2 separate regions of the Mus musculus genome follow, and region 2 is linked to region 1. A link is a contact called in public ChIA-PET data. All regions are on one chromosome and are shown on one strand. Each heading gives the region's core, a stretch centred on a gene start, on an enhancer-like site or on the middle of the called end of the contact. The rest is flanking DNA. Distances are from core to core; before and after follow the strand shown. Region 1 overlaps Slc12a8 (solute carrier family 12 (potassium/chloride transporters), member 8). Region 2 overlaps Zfp148 (zinc finger protein 148).

What was found. ChIA-PET counts read pairs in DNA pulled down with a chosen protein or histone mark.
Region 2: an RNA polymerase II ChIA-PET map of memory CD8 T cells shows a contact between it and region 1, with 21 read pairs. The contact joins two enhancer-like sites. A contact is called at or near these places in 3 of 115 datasets of contacts at active chromatin or transcription factors (embryonic stem cells, memory CD8 T cells and pancreatic cancer cells) and 1 of 9 other capture datasets (adipose tissue).

The regions. Positions count from the first base shown.
Region 1 is chr16:33,581,561-33,588,757 of GRCm38.p6, forward strand. All of the region lies in intron 4 of Slc12a8 (solute carrier family 12 (potassium/chloride transporters), member 8), which reads left to right. Among named protein-coding and RNA genes, the nearest start is that of Slc12a8, 67 kb to the left of the region's middle. Within about 2 kb of position 2,506, at least 146 of the 459 cell types and tissues checked have an H3K27ac peak or open chromatin away from gene starts, as enhancers often do. A contact at or near this core is called in memory CD8 T cells, where this site is marked.
Region 2 is chr16:33,401,218-33,408,414 of GRCm38.p6, forward strand. All of the region lies in intron 1 of Zfp148 (zinc finger protein 148), which reads left to right. Among named protein-coding and RNA genes, the nearest start is that of Zfp148, 24 kb to the left of the region's middle. Within about 2 kb of position 2,939, at least 21 of the 459 cell types and tissues checked have an H3K27ac peak or open chromatin away from gene starts, as enhancers often do. A contact at or near this core is called in memory CD8 T cells, where this site is marked.

The DNA.
Region 1 (7,197 bases), core at 1,256-3,755:
TGAACTCAGAACCTCTGGAAGAGCAGTCAGTACTGAGCCATCTCTCCAGCCCCCAAGTACTTTTAAAAACAGAGGCCATTGGTCATAGAAGGCACAATTTGGCTGTTAGAAGCCATCTTGCAATAGGAAACGTTCAGCTTCCCTTCCACAAGGAAGAATGCTCAGCTCAGAGGAACCAGGCTGCTCTTTCAGAGTGTAGAGGTGGCAAGGGTTCAGTTGCTGGACACTTAGTCACTCCCCCATCAGAGCAGAGCATCTACCCCTCCTCCTCTGGCCCTTCATCCCCTTGGATGCGAGAATGTGTGTATGTGTGTGTGTGTATGTGTGTGTGTGTGTGGGGGGGGGTTGGTGGGGGTGTTACTGCTTCCTGGCAGCCTGTCCCGCTCAGGGTGGAGGCCTTCCCCAGGGACAGAGGAGGCTCCAGGCTGCTTTCCTTGGGTAATCTGGGTGGACCCTGCAGGCCCAGCCCCATTTCACGTTTCCCTTCTGGCCCCTGCTGAATGTCCAGCCCTCTCTTCATGTTTTCTCTCTGGGTGGAGTCTCAGACTTGGAGACCTCATTCACTCCTCCACAACCCCTCCTCGAACGACCAAAGTTACCAGGGATGAGGCTAGAGTGCAGGTTGAGGGCTGCTCCCAGCTCACTGCCCAGAGTTCCCTGGGGCCTCTTTCAAACCTGTCCTATCTCCTCTTTCTTCTCTGCAGGCCCATTAGCTGTACACACTGGATATGGTCTATCCTTTTTAGGATTTTCTTTGAGGCCACCTCTTACTCTGAAGCCAGCCTCGAACTCTTCAAGCACCTGCCTCAGTTTGAGGTCCCCGGCAAGCCCCACCACATCCAGCTCAAAACACTCTTACTGGACACCTCTAATTGTCCTGGGCAGGGGGAATCCATCATATATGGCCTTGGCAGTATCTGGGGTTTCTCTTCGTTTGACTCTTGCGTCTTCTAAATATTCTGCTTCTGTCCTGCACACTAGTGTCCTTCGTGGTTAAAGTGGCTCGGTCTCTGTAAGTTTACGTGTGCATCCTGTGGGGTCTGAAAAAATGATGTTTCTCTGGAGTCATCACCACCTCTGGCTCTTACAATCTGCCCACATCCTCTTCTTCATAGAACTCCTAACCTTGGACGGAGGCGTTTGATAAAGATATCCCATTTAGGACACAGTGTTCCAGAGCCTCTCACTCTCTGGATGGTGTCCAGTTGTGGATCTTCTTGTCGTTGGCTCTCATCTACTGTAGGAAGAGGCTTCTCTGATTGGATGGAGCGATGCTCTGATCTGTGGATATAGCAAGGTGTCATTTTATTGCTATGTTGTTGTTATTGTTTTAGCAGAATAATAGTGTTATGTTTTCGCTAGGGACCATGACCGAGGAAGCCTCAGGTTCTTGAGCATGGTAGCAGTGTCACACACGGGAATGTACCAAACGCCACTCCTAACCAGGAGCTGTTTGTAATTGATTACTTTCTGGGAAAGAAACAACAACAACAACAACAAAACAACAACAACCCAGTTTTCTCCAATGGTGTGTCACTAGGAATATCAGCCACATTCTAGGTAGGCCTCATGCCCAGGAATTATTGGACAACATAAAAGTCTCTGTGGTCTTGGTTTGCGTGTGTGTACTTTTTGTTTTATTGTGGTATTTTTTGTCTTACTGATTTTTTTCTTTATTTTTATCTGTTTTGATTTTGTGGTTTTGTTTGTTTTCCTTATTTTGTTTTTGTGTTTTATTGAGAAAGAGAGAGAGAGAGAGCGAGAGGGAGAGAGAGAGAGAGAGAGAGAGAGAACACAAAGTTGGTTGTGGGGAAGAATTAAGATAGAGAAAAGAATATGATTAAAATATATTGTATGAGAATTAAAAAAAATACAAATTTTAAAAATGGCCCAGTCAAGCAGACCATACCCCTGCCCTTCTTCCCTCTTTTCATCTCTCATTATCTGCACTCAGGAAAACCACAAATCACTGTTGACCCAAAACCGTGGAAGATAAAACCATTCAAGGCCCTAGACAGGTTGTAGCTGCGTTGGTGATGCTGGTTGTCATCTGCTGGTTCCCAGTGGCAGGGCAGGAGCTTCGGGGCAGTCTTATGCCTGGACTAGATCTCACACCCAATGCCCAGGCAAGAGGAACCCAGCTGGGATCTCTCCCCAGGCCATGCCTCCCTGTGATCAGGATCCCAGAGTGGGGCAGATGATAATGCTAAAGCCCAGGCTGACAGGGTCCCTGCTGCTAAGCGCCTCTTGCCCCTTGTTGCCGCTGTGAGATGGGCACTCTTTGAACACTCCTTTTCCTCACCCCTCTGTCAGGCTATTTTAGATGTGCCCGAGTCTCTGTCCCCAGAGGATGACAGGTAGTGTGACACTGGGCTCTCATGGATGTCAGTCCAACTCCACATCTGAGGGGGTTGGGGCGGGGGCTTAGGACCGGCCATACGCTGCTGGAGGCTCGAGTAGTACTTCCGGCAGTGACTGTACTGTATTTCCTTCTTCTTTGAGGATCTCAGCGTGCTGAGCCCTGGTGGCCTTCCCTTCCCCTGCCAGTGTCCCTCGCGCCCCTCCCTTCGGGGCTGTTTTGGTGCCTGTGTTTTCCCAGAACCTCGGCCTCTCCTTTCCTTTTCCTTGCATAGTGACTCTTCCTGTGATCTCTCAGGCCCCACCCTCCCTCAGTCTGGGGGGCGCCGCTGCCTCCCTTCCTCTCTCCAAGCCCTTCCTCCACTCTTTCTATTCCTGGTTGGACCAGACTCTCTCATTGTCCCTTCCCAGGAAAGGCTTGTCTGGCTGGTCCCTGGTCCCTGGTCACCGGTAACTGATTGCAGGGTGGGGGACCTGAGCTCAGAAGAAAGCGGGTGATGCGGGAAGCTCCGCCCGCAGCCCGCAGCCCACAACCCACAGCAGCAACACCAGCAACGTTTTTAGAAGCCTCATTTTCTAAGTTAGTCCACAGTCACAACGGGACTCCCTCACCAAGGGCTCAGCTGCCCGTACTCAGTTCACCAGGGTTTGTGTGTGTAGCGGGCTGGGTGAGTACTTACACTACAGATGCCACAGGGTGTTTCCCAGCAGCCACCGCGTGGCTAGGTCTGTGAGCCTGGGCAACTGGTACCCAAACCCAGATCAACGATTCTTACATCACCGCTAAAGGCATTTACCACGGGAAGAGGAGACCTTCCGTCTGCACCCCCCTGAGGAGGTAACACTAAGCCCCCAAGAACTACAGCCTACTGACAACTTCAGGGGAGTGACCGGAATCTGGGGAGAAGTTAGGTCTTTCTACACACAGGCCTGCAAGGGCATCCCTCTGCCTCTTCCTGCCTGGGCCTGTGAGGATTTGTTTCTCCCACCCCTCCCCCATTCTGCTTTTGGTCTTTAAAAGTACACAGCACAGAGGGGCCCTGGAGTATTTTTACTCGGTGGATTCAGAAGCAGATGTTCAGGTCAAGCCCAGGCGCATTCACAGGCAGCAGCTGCAGGCTCTCAGCATCCCAGGCACTTAGGCTTGGAGATGGCAGCTGACAGGACCCAGTTTTTGCAGCAAGCAGTTACCATTTGGGTGTCAGGAAGCAAGCTTTGTTTGGGGGTGTAGCTCAAGGCTAGGGCACTTGCCTCGAACCCTAGACCTGCAAAAACAGAAGCCCCAAACATAGTGCATGGGGAGTCTTGAATGCAGACAGACCTGGAATCCCAGCAGGGTTGGCTATCCTCTCAGCTGGGCCTCTATCAACCCTACTCGGTGCCTCTGACCTGTGGTGCTCCACAGGACATGCCTGCCTTTCCCAGATGAAGTCTGCCCGAGGGAGACACCGGTTTCTGAAGCTGAAGAGGACTGCTCTGTGTGGGAGGCAGAGTGACAAGCCTCAGTCTGAGCTGTCCCAGGATATTTATTACAAATCCTGAGAGGGAATCAGAATGAGCAAGCGTCAACAGGCTTAGGAGGTGTGTGTGTATGTGTGTGTGTGTGTGTGTGTGTTTGTGTGTGTAATAAGGCCAGTCTCAGATACTCCTTTTCATCTGAGAGAAAAATGGCCTATATGGGACCAAGCAACCAGGCCCAATGCCCTGTCCCCATGAGCTTGGTCAGAAAAACTATAGATTATCTCCCTAGGCCCCAAATTCTAGACTCAAGGCCACAGCCTCAGATTTCACTTCAGAACCTTACTGAACCCCTCTGGCTGTGTTGTGGGTGATACCCCTCCCTAATTAAATGCTATTTATTCTCTTACTCATGACTTTCTCGTAAACGATTCTAATCATTCTGGGAAGCAGGACAAGTATACACGGGGAGAAAGAAAAGAAGATGGCACATTTGGGATGCCCCTCTAGACACTTGGCCTTCGCGTGGGATCATTTCCTGAAAGATACGACTTTTTCATAATAAGTAGATTGCCTTCAATTTTTTTTCTTAACTGCAGGAATTTTATAGGAAAAATTTGAAGGAGAAGACTTGCTGAGTCTAATGGCAGATGTCAGGAACCTGTGCACTGGGGAGGTGGAGCCAGGTGGGTCAGGAACTCCAGGCCAACCCAAGCTACGTAATCAAATCTATCTTGGGAGGGAAAGGGCAGATGAAGAAAGAGAGGGAAGCAAAGAGGGGGAAAGAGCTAGATCCCAAGGAGGGAGGACAGACAGACGGAGGGAGAGATAGATCTGCCTCAAGGAGGGAGGAGGGAGAGACAGAGAGGATAAGAATTGCCATAATTATTTATATAGACAACCACAGTTAATATTTTGTTTTTTTTGAGACAGGGTTTCTCTGTGTAGCCCTGGCTATCCTGGAACTCACTCTGTAGTACAGGCTGGCCTCAAACTCAAAGGCATGTACTACCAGGCCTGGCATAGATATTTCTTCCATGTATAAGTTTATTTTTAATATTTAAAACATTGGAAGTTTTTATTTATTTATTTATTTTTAATTAGCATGCTAGGTATTAGATAAGATTATGGCTTGTCAGTTTTCTGCGCTACTAAGTACTGTGGTGGTTTGCTATGATACGGGTCCTCATGCATGCTGGGTAAGAGTGACACTCTGAGCTGTACCTCAGCCCCATTCTCCTCCTGTCAATCAAAATTCTCGCCTCCTGCGTGGCTGGGGGTTACACGTCTGTGCCTCCAGGTCCGACTTCAAACATCTTCACTGACATCTAAAATATCTCAGTTCTCCATAGTTAGAGACTTAGATCTTTCCCCACATTCATATGATTGCAAGAAAGCATTAATTATCTTCGTCAACAGGTTCTTTTCAAGGTTAAGATTATCTCTCCAAGAAAGGCTAAGAATTAGACTTATTCCAGGGCAGAGGGTCAGGGCAGCAGGATTGTGTGTGCCAGGGAATGTGCTCGTGGGCGTGTCAGTGTGAGTGTGTCAGTATGAATGTGCCCACGCGTGCTCCTGTGCCCATAGAAGTGTATTTGTGAATGGTCTGGTGTGAATGCGTGCTTATGAAATACCCTCGTGTATAGGTGTGAGTGTGTGTATGTCTGTGCGTCAGTATATGTGTGTGCTCGGGTGTAGTGCATGCTTGTGAGTGTGTCAGTGTCTTTGCTGGTAAGCTGTGTATTAGTGTATGCTTCTGCGCCACCGTAAAGATATGCTATGGACATGTTAGAGCTGCCTTTCTCATTGGCCCTGGAGAGGCAGCCTCGAGGCCTCTCTCTGCCTTGCCCAATTTTCTCAGCCTGTAGATGTGAGGGGAAGAGGTAGAGAAGGCTTCCTAGTCGACCCGACTAAGCAATCTCTCAGGCTAGGCAAAGCTCTCAGGCCAGGGTCCCAAAACCCTTCGAGTTCTAAGACCTCCTTGGAGGCGGTGGAGAGGAACCATGTGGAATGAGGTGTTTATGTGCTGTGGGCTGGCCTGCCCCGGGGTGCACAGCCCTGGCTCAGCTGTGCGTCATCTTGGCCTGGCTGAGCCAAGCTCCAAGGCTGCCCTGGTTTTCTCCTCAGGAAGACTAGTCTGTGGGGTCAGCCAGCGGGTAAGCTAAAGTTAACTTAGCTTGTTATTGCTTTTTGTTGAAGAGGGGAGGACCAGCTGTGAGGAGGCCAAGCCATTCAGAAACCCGGTGCTTGGGATTTAATATGCCAGAACAAAGTCTATATTCAGCCAAGAGAAAGCAATTGACGATGATTTGAAAGTGTGGACCGGACTCCCAAAGACTCCCTGTGTATCTTGGAGCTTCATAATTCTCTTGAAGAATATTTTTCCTGTGAAGTTATGACTCCTGGAAGCCGAAGAAACGCACAGTCTCCTGGGAGCCGAGGGAGCTCCCTTTGTGGAGGGGAGGTCAATGGTGGGTGGGGGTGGACCAGGCCTGCAGCTACGGTGGGCTCTGTTCTCAAGCTCAGCTCTGGGGCACTGTGGTGGCGGGGGTGAGGTGATGCAAGCTAGCAAGTTCTAGGGGACAAGACTGAAAGCCAAAGCGGAATATTTGGGGTGTCTCTGAGCCAAGAATGCTTCACTTGTGTCTCAGAGTTCCAAGGCCTGCTAGTACATTCACATATGCTGTTCAAGGTGACAAAGAAGCAAAATGGATTGAAGGCACTTGAGAGACGTTGTTTAGGTTGATGTACCAACACATTTAAAATACTTCGAAGAATTCAGACCTCAGATGTTCTTGTAATAAAGTAGCTTGAGAGTGAGTGCTGCAGGGGCCAGAGAAGGAGATGTACCCATGGGATCTATGAGAGGAGTCATTTTACTGTGAGTCCTATTTGGTCTACCATTTTACTGTGAGGTCTACCTATTGTGGGCCAGGTAGAGTGGAGGTGTGCCAGAGTGGATGTTTCACCTCAAGAACTATGGGTGGGTTGAGCCGGGTGTGGTGGCGCACGCCTTTAATCCCAGCACTCAGGAGGCAGAGGCAGGCAGATTTCTGAGTTCCACGCCAGCCTGGTCTACAGAGTGAGTTCCAGGACAGCCAGGGCTATACAGAGAAACCCTGTCTAGAAAAACAAACAAACAAACAAACAAACAACTATGAGTGAGGGGCTGGAGAGATGGCTCTGTGTGATTAGGAGTGAGTTCCTGCTGTCACAGGATTTAAGTTCGGCTTCCGGCACCCATATCCGGCAGCTTCCTAATATCTATAGCTTCAGGGGATCCCATGCCCTCATTTGAACTCCATGTGAATAGACTCATGTATCCACATAAATAAAATTAAAACAAGCATTTTTAAAACAAGGACTGTGGTAGAGGCTGGG
Region 2 (7,197 bases), core at 1,689-4,188, 180 kb before region 1:
AGACTAATGAAACTGGCTATTTATTTGTTTGGAGGGAAATATGGCCGAATTGGTTTTATAGTAAGCATTAAAAAGCTAAGAAAAATGAATGTGGCAATGTTTAGTTTATTGTTGAAATGTATAAACTTAAGAGTAATTTATTTGCATGGAATTTCTTTGGCCTTTGAAAAAACAACAAAGGCTTGAATATTCCTCAGTGTTGATTCCTTTTATGGGATTTGTGCTGCATTTGAATTTGATTAAATAGATCGATGGAGATACTTGGCATTTAACTGGGTGGATGTGTTTTTCATGTGGATATTTTCAGTGGTTACAAGTAACTTGAAAGCTTAGCCTTTTCAGAAATGCCAAGGAGAAAAGGAATTATGTTAATAGTAATCTCAGTTAAAAACCTTCCTGCCTGGCCATTACACAGGGCCGTGGTGCTAGAACTCAGGGGGCTTGAGCAGGAGGATCACCACTTCTAGGTAAGTGTAGGCTTGATAGCCAGACTGTCTCCAAACAAGAAAAACAGGAAAACCTTTGGCCCTCCTTATGGGGGATGCTTAACAAGGCACAGATAGAAATGTTTATGACTCTCTCCCACAGCTTTGAACAATACCAAGTTTAAATTTTATATGTGTATGGGCGTTTTGCCTGCATGAATGTGTACCAGAGGCCAGGGTGTCAGACCCTCTGGAACTGGAGTTATAGCTGATTGCGAGCTGCCATGTGGGTGTTGGGGATTGAACCTGGGTCTTCTGGTAGAGCGGCAGCTGTTCTTACCTGTGGAACCATGTCTCCACTCTCTCTCCAACAACTTGATGTGCTCTTAAACTATTTGGTTAGTGGCCTTTTTGTTTTGTTTTGGAGATTGGGTTTCTCTGTAGCCTTGGCTGTTCTGGAACTTGCTGTGTAGACCAGGCTGATCTCAACTCTGCCTCCTTAGTGCTGGGGTTTAAGACCTGTGTCACCACTGCCTAGCTATATTTTAATTTGCTTACTTTATTGGAAAAATTATTTTGGAATTTTAGGAGTGGAGTTGGATGTAACATAAATTGGATGTATACATATTATATTCATATATAATATATGTTATATATCTTGTATGTTATATATGTAGTATACATTGTATTATATATACATAATATGTTATGCCTCATGTAATATGTATATTATATGTAATAAAGGTATTATATGGTTTAATATATTACACATATTAAATATTTAATATATTATTATTATTTTAATTTTTAATTTTTAAGACAGGGGTTTCTTTGTGTAGCCTTGACTGTCCTGGAACTAACTCAGTAGACCAGATTGGCCTTGAACTCAGAGAGATCCTCTTGCCTCTACCTCCCAAGGGTGGATTAAAAGGTATGTGCCACCAATGTCTGGCTCATAAATTGTATATTTAGTGAATTGTTTTCATATTATGTAAGCAGTGTATTGTTAGAGGAAGAAGTATCAATAGGCTTCTCTTTATGTTAAATCCTCTCCATGGTGATGCTGTTTAAAAATACTCTCAACCAAATCAAACCAAATCAAACCAAACCAAACCAAACCAAATCAAACCAAACCAAACCAAACCAAACCAAACCAAACACACTTACACGCACGCACAGAGAGTAAAAGGGCAAAATACAAGTTATTAGCTAAGCCTGCTGAAAATCATTTTGTATTTCTTTATTTTTAAAGTTTAATTATTGTGTAAATGTACATGATGTGTGTGTGGGGTCTGAGGACAGCTTTGTGGAGTCAGTCCTCTCCTGCCTGGTTAGAAGGGGTTGAGTTTAGGCTGTTGGGGTTTACAGGAAATGCCTTTACCCACTGAGCCCAGAAATCATTCTATAGAATCACGTTGATTTTTCAGAATTGAAATGCATGTTAGCAAAGAAAAACAAGAGAAACTCTTGTTAATACTTTGGTTTATAGATGAAATGGCTTTCTTACATTTTTATTAATGTTGTAGACAAATTTAAATAGAGGAAAGAAAGCAAAGTCTTAGAAACTCTACAATTAGCAGTTGTTGGCCATTCTTGTTTCATCTAGACTTCCACCTATTCTGTTTCCTGCCTCTTCCTTATGTATTTCTTTAAGATTTTCTTTACTTGTGTGCATATGTGCATCTTGGGAGTATGTGCACATGCTTGTGTGTGAGCAGAGGCTGGAAGACTGTGTCAGACCCTTTAGAGCTGGAGTTGGCAGGCATTTGTGTTATTACATAGATGCTGGGATCTGAACTCCAGCTCTCGTGGGCTTTGTAGCAAACACTTAACTGCTGACTCATCTCCTACCTTTCCTCTCAGTATTTTGTTTATTTACTTGAAAGAGAAGAGGGTAGAGGGAGAGAATGTATGTGTGTGTATATCTGTCTGTCTATGTCCATGCGTGCATGCACCCATTGCCCTGGCTTACCTGTTGAGGTCAAATGACAGCTTGTAGGAGTTCAATCTTGCCCTCTACCTACCATGTGGGTTCCGAGGAGCAAAGTCTCAGGCCCCTAGGGTTGGCAGCAAGTGCATTTTACTTGCCAAACCTGCTGGCCCCACAACTCTTGCTATTTTTAGGATAACTTTATTTTGAAAAAATTATAGGAAGTGGCTATGCAACAGGGTGTGGTGGTTCACACCTGTAATTCCAGCCGGCAGGAAAACAAACATATTTCTCTGACTTTGAGGGCAGCCTCGTTTATATAGTAATATCCAGGCCAGGTAGGGCTACAAAATCAGACTCTGTCTCAAAAATAAAACAAAACCAGAAAGACTGCTGTGCTTCCTTCATGATGTAAGTTACCAAACCCAGAAATCGACAGTGGGACTTTCCCCTTAATAAGAATACTAAGTTTGTAGTTTTATTTGTTTGTTTAAAATTTTTTTAGACCTACACTGCTTGTGTATGTATAATTTTGTGCCGTTTTTTCTCATGTAGAAAGGTATGTAGTCACTACATTGAAGATATAAAACTTGAGTCACAACAAAGGCCACCCCTCTTGCCACACCCTAAGATTGTCCCTTCACAATGTGGCTCCCTGACTCCTGGCATCCTGCCCCCCTAGCTCTGTGGGTTCCATTTCCTTGGTATGTAGTGTAAGTTAAAGAAAGACACTTGGTGTAACCTTTCCCCAGTGAGAGCTTGTTTGTGGTGTATGTGTGTGTGTGTCCGTGCTGAGGCCAGAGGGAGGACTAGCATTCTTGTTGCTCTTTGTCCCATTTCAGTGAGACAGGGTCTCCTGCTGAACCTGCAGCAAGGCTAGCGGCCTGCAGTCCTTTCTTCACCCCTCACAGGGCCCGGATTACAGAACACCTGGCTTTTTATGTGAACTCTGGAGATTTGAACTCAGGTCTTTGTGTTTACAGAGCCAGTGCCCTTATCTACTGAGCCATCCCTGAGCCCTGAGGGATGTTTAGTGTTTTCCATTGTAAACCAAGGGCTAGTGCAAATTTGTACAGGCAATATGAGGATTTTCTTAAAAAAAGATTTATTTATTATATGTAAGTACACTGTAGCTGTCTTCAAACACATCAGAAGAGGGAGTCAGATCTCGTTAAGGATGGTTGTGAGCCACCATGTGGTTGCTGGGATTTGAATTCAGGACCTTTGGAAGAGCAGTCAGTGCTCTTAACCGCTGAGCCATCTCCCCAGCCCCCAAAATATGAGGATTTTATGTAAATAAAAGCTCCCCCCTTTTCTGAAATAGGTGTTCAATGGCAAAATTGCTGAGTTGTGTGCTAAGTGTGTATTTAGTTACTTGCTGTGATGGCTAATGGTTTTAATCATCTTTTTATGTTTTTATTCTCTTCAGATTTTTTGTGTGTGTGTGTGTGAAATGCTTGATATCTTTTGTTGCATCAGGATAATTTGCTTATTTGCTATTGAGTTTTGAGAATTCTTTATAGAATAGTTTCTACTTAAGACCTTTTGTTTGTTTTGTTTTTGTTTTTGGAGACTGGGTTTCTCTATGTAGCCCTGGAACTTATAGACCAAGCTGACCTTGAACTCTTAGAGACTCACCTGAACGCCTGGCTTAAAGGTGCAAGTCACCACCTGTCTATTTAAGACTTTTGTTAGATGAGCTTTACGGATACTTTCTTTAAGTCTATAAGCAGAGTAGACTGCTTTTAAAAATGATCTTAGAAATGTCATCTTGACAAGGTCTTTAATTTGGGTATCAGATCTGATTTATTTTCATTCATGGAGGGTAGCACACCTCTGGTGCCAAGGTCTGTAGTCCTTTGCTTCAGTTCTCAAGAAGTTCTTTGTATCATATTTAAATTCATGATCCCTTCTGACTTTGAGACATGGTTGTATGGCTTAGAGGTTGGTTTTGTTTGGCTTCTAGGTGTCTAGTCACAACACCTTAGTTCCTCAGTTATCCTTTCTCAGTCGAACTGTTTTTGCTTCTTTGTCAAAATCTGTTGCAATGTGTGTGTTCATGTTGGAGCTCTGATCTGCTCAGTGATCTGTGTGTCCTCTGTCTTCAGGACCTTGCTTACGGTGTGCTCCTGAAGGCTGGCAGGGCTCCTGGTACTTTGTTCTGGGTCAAGACTATTGCAGCTTCTCTGGCACTTTTGCCTTTTCATATAAAGTTTAGAATTTCATAATATGTGTGAACAATACCTCGACAAGAGCTTGGTAGGAATTCATTAAGCTCGGTTTAGCATAGATTGCTTTATTATGTAGACTTTTAATCCGTGACCAGGAGCTTTATAGAAATTTTACCAAGTTTGTGGTTCAGTTTGGGATGAATTTACTTTTTTATGTAGACTTTCTTTTTTGTTTTTGTTTTGTTGTTGTTGTTTGTTTGTTTGTTTTTGAGACAGGACTTTGATATTTGGCCCTGGCTGGCCAGGAACTTAATCAGTAGATCTGCCTGCCTTTGCCTCTGGGGGTGGGCTGGAATTAATGGACTGCATCACCACTGCCCTAGCCTATTATGTTAGCGATTCCTGGTTATTTAGATCTATCATTTTTGAAACACATTCTAAGAACCATTGAGTTTTCCTTAAACATATTTGAAGTATTTTTAACATACCATTTAATTCATATACTATAAACAGAGTGATAAAGTTTTTAGAATAACACAGAGCTATGTGGCCATCACTGTAATCAAGTTTAGAATATGTAGCATATAAAATATTTAGAATATTTTCACTATCTTAAAAAGAAACCACCCTTATTTCTGCTTCCTCTTAGTGCCTGGAAATCTACTTCTAGGAGTTTGTCTGTTTTGAACATTATCTATCTATCTATCTATCTATCTATCTATCTATCTATCTATCTATCTAAAATCTACTTCTAGGAGTTTGTTTTGAACATTATCTATCTATCTATCTATCTATCTATCTATCTATCTATCTATCTATCCATCCATCCATCCATCCATCCATCCATCCATCCATCTATCTATCTAGAAGTTGCTGTTACTCTTTCTGCTTCTAGGGATTTGTCTGCCTTGAACATTCTGTCTGTCTGTCTGTTTCTCTCTCTCTCTCTCTCTCTCTCTCTGTAGTCCTGGCTGTCCTGGAACTCACTCTGTAGGCCAGGCTGCACTCAAACTAAGAGATCTTCTGCCTCTCTAGTGCTGGGATTAAAGGCGTGCCACCACTGCCTGGTTGTTTTGAACATTTTAATGGAATCATAAAGTGAATGGATTTCTGTGCCCTGTTTATTATGCTCTTACATGATGTAGGAAATGTCATTAGTTGATTCATTTTTAATGGGTTAGTAGTAACCTATATGAACATACATTTTGTCTATTATCTGATCAGCACTTGGGTTGTTTAGACTTAGGTATTATGAATAATTCTATTTTGAATATATGTGCCTTTTTTTTTTAAGTCTATATCCATTTTTTAAAGTAATTTTTTTTCTTTTTGTGTATGCTGTGTGTGTATGTGCATATTTCATGCTAGTGGGCACATTTGTGGGCTTAGACTCAAGGTTAATATCTGGGATTTTTCTGATTATTCTTCCACCGTAATGTTTGAGGCAAGTTCTCTTAGTCAGATCCAGAGCTCACTAGTGGCATTAGTGAGCTTGCTCTGGGACCCTGTCTCTAGTTGTGGGTTTTGAGGCTGAATTACAAGTGAGCCACCACTCATTTACTCTGGTGGGTTCTGGGGATCTGAGCTCTGTAAGCACTTTGACTACTGAGCTATGCTCCCCATTGTTACCTCTGTAATCCAGGCTAGACCTGGACTCAAGAGATTAAGGGATCCACCACCACACGATGCAGGAAAGTCTTTTTGGTTTTTTGTTTTTTTTAATGGAGACTCTACAGGTTCTCTACAACTACATCCCAAACCCTTGTTTTTGGTGTAAGCCTTCACTTTCAGTTCTCTTGTGTATATGTCTAACAGTAGAATTGCTGAGTATAGCTCTTCAGCGATGTTCATTCAGTTATGAAACTGTAGACTTTTCCAAAGAGGCTTTACTATTTTAATTTTCCATCAGCAGTGTATGAGCTCTTCAGTTTTCCTGTATCTTGCCAATATCACCTGAACCACACCCCCATCACCCATCCCTTGCTCCTTGCTGTATAGTTCAGATTGAATTCAGTTTAAGATCTTATTCCAGCTTCTCTAGTGCTGGGGTCACAGGGACTTACAGACTGGTGTCAGCCATTTTGATTATAGCATTCTTTGTGGGCCGTGAAGTTTAATGATGTGATACTGTAAAATGTGTGTTTGGTCTTTATCTATTTCCTGGCATGTAACTCCTGAAATGCTTGGAATCTCTAATGAGTTTCTTTTGTATTTATTGAGTGTAGTGAGGTTATAACCTCCTAGCTAGCTTGAGGTGGGGACTGGTCATAGGAGAAATCTAGGTATGATTTGGGGGTTCCAAGGAAGGGAAGAACAACGGTTGAAAAGATTTATTCTTGGACAGTGGTATAGTTTATTCTTACTTAGTGAGACCCTATTTTGAATCCCAGAGAATTGAGTTTGGGGAACTATGTGGAGGAAGACCCTACTGCATATTGTGCTGGAGAGAGCTCGTAAGCAAGGCCATTCTTTCCCTCTTCCTTGTGCATATGTGTCTCATTTGAGGTTTAATCACTGTCTTTGAATGCCTTTTGTAGTAAGTCAATGATTCTGTTTTTCTGAGTTCTGTGAAAAGCTCCAGAAAATTAATTGAACCAGAGTGGGGTTCATGGAACCCTGATTAATAGCAGGCTAGTCACTAGACAACAAACCTGGGGTTACATAGATGACA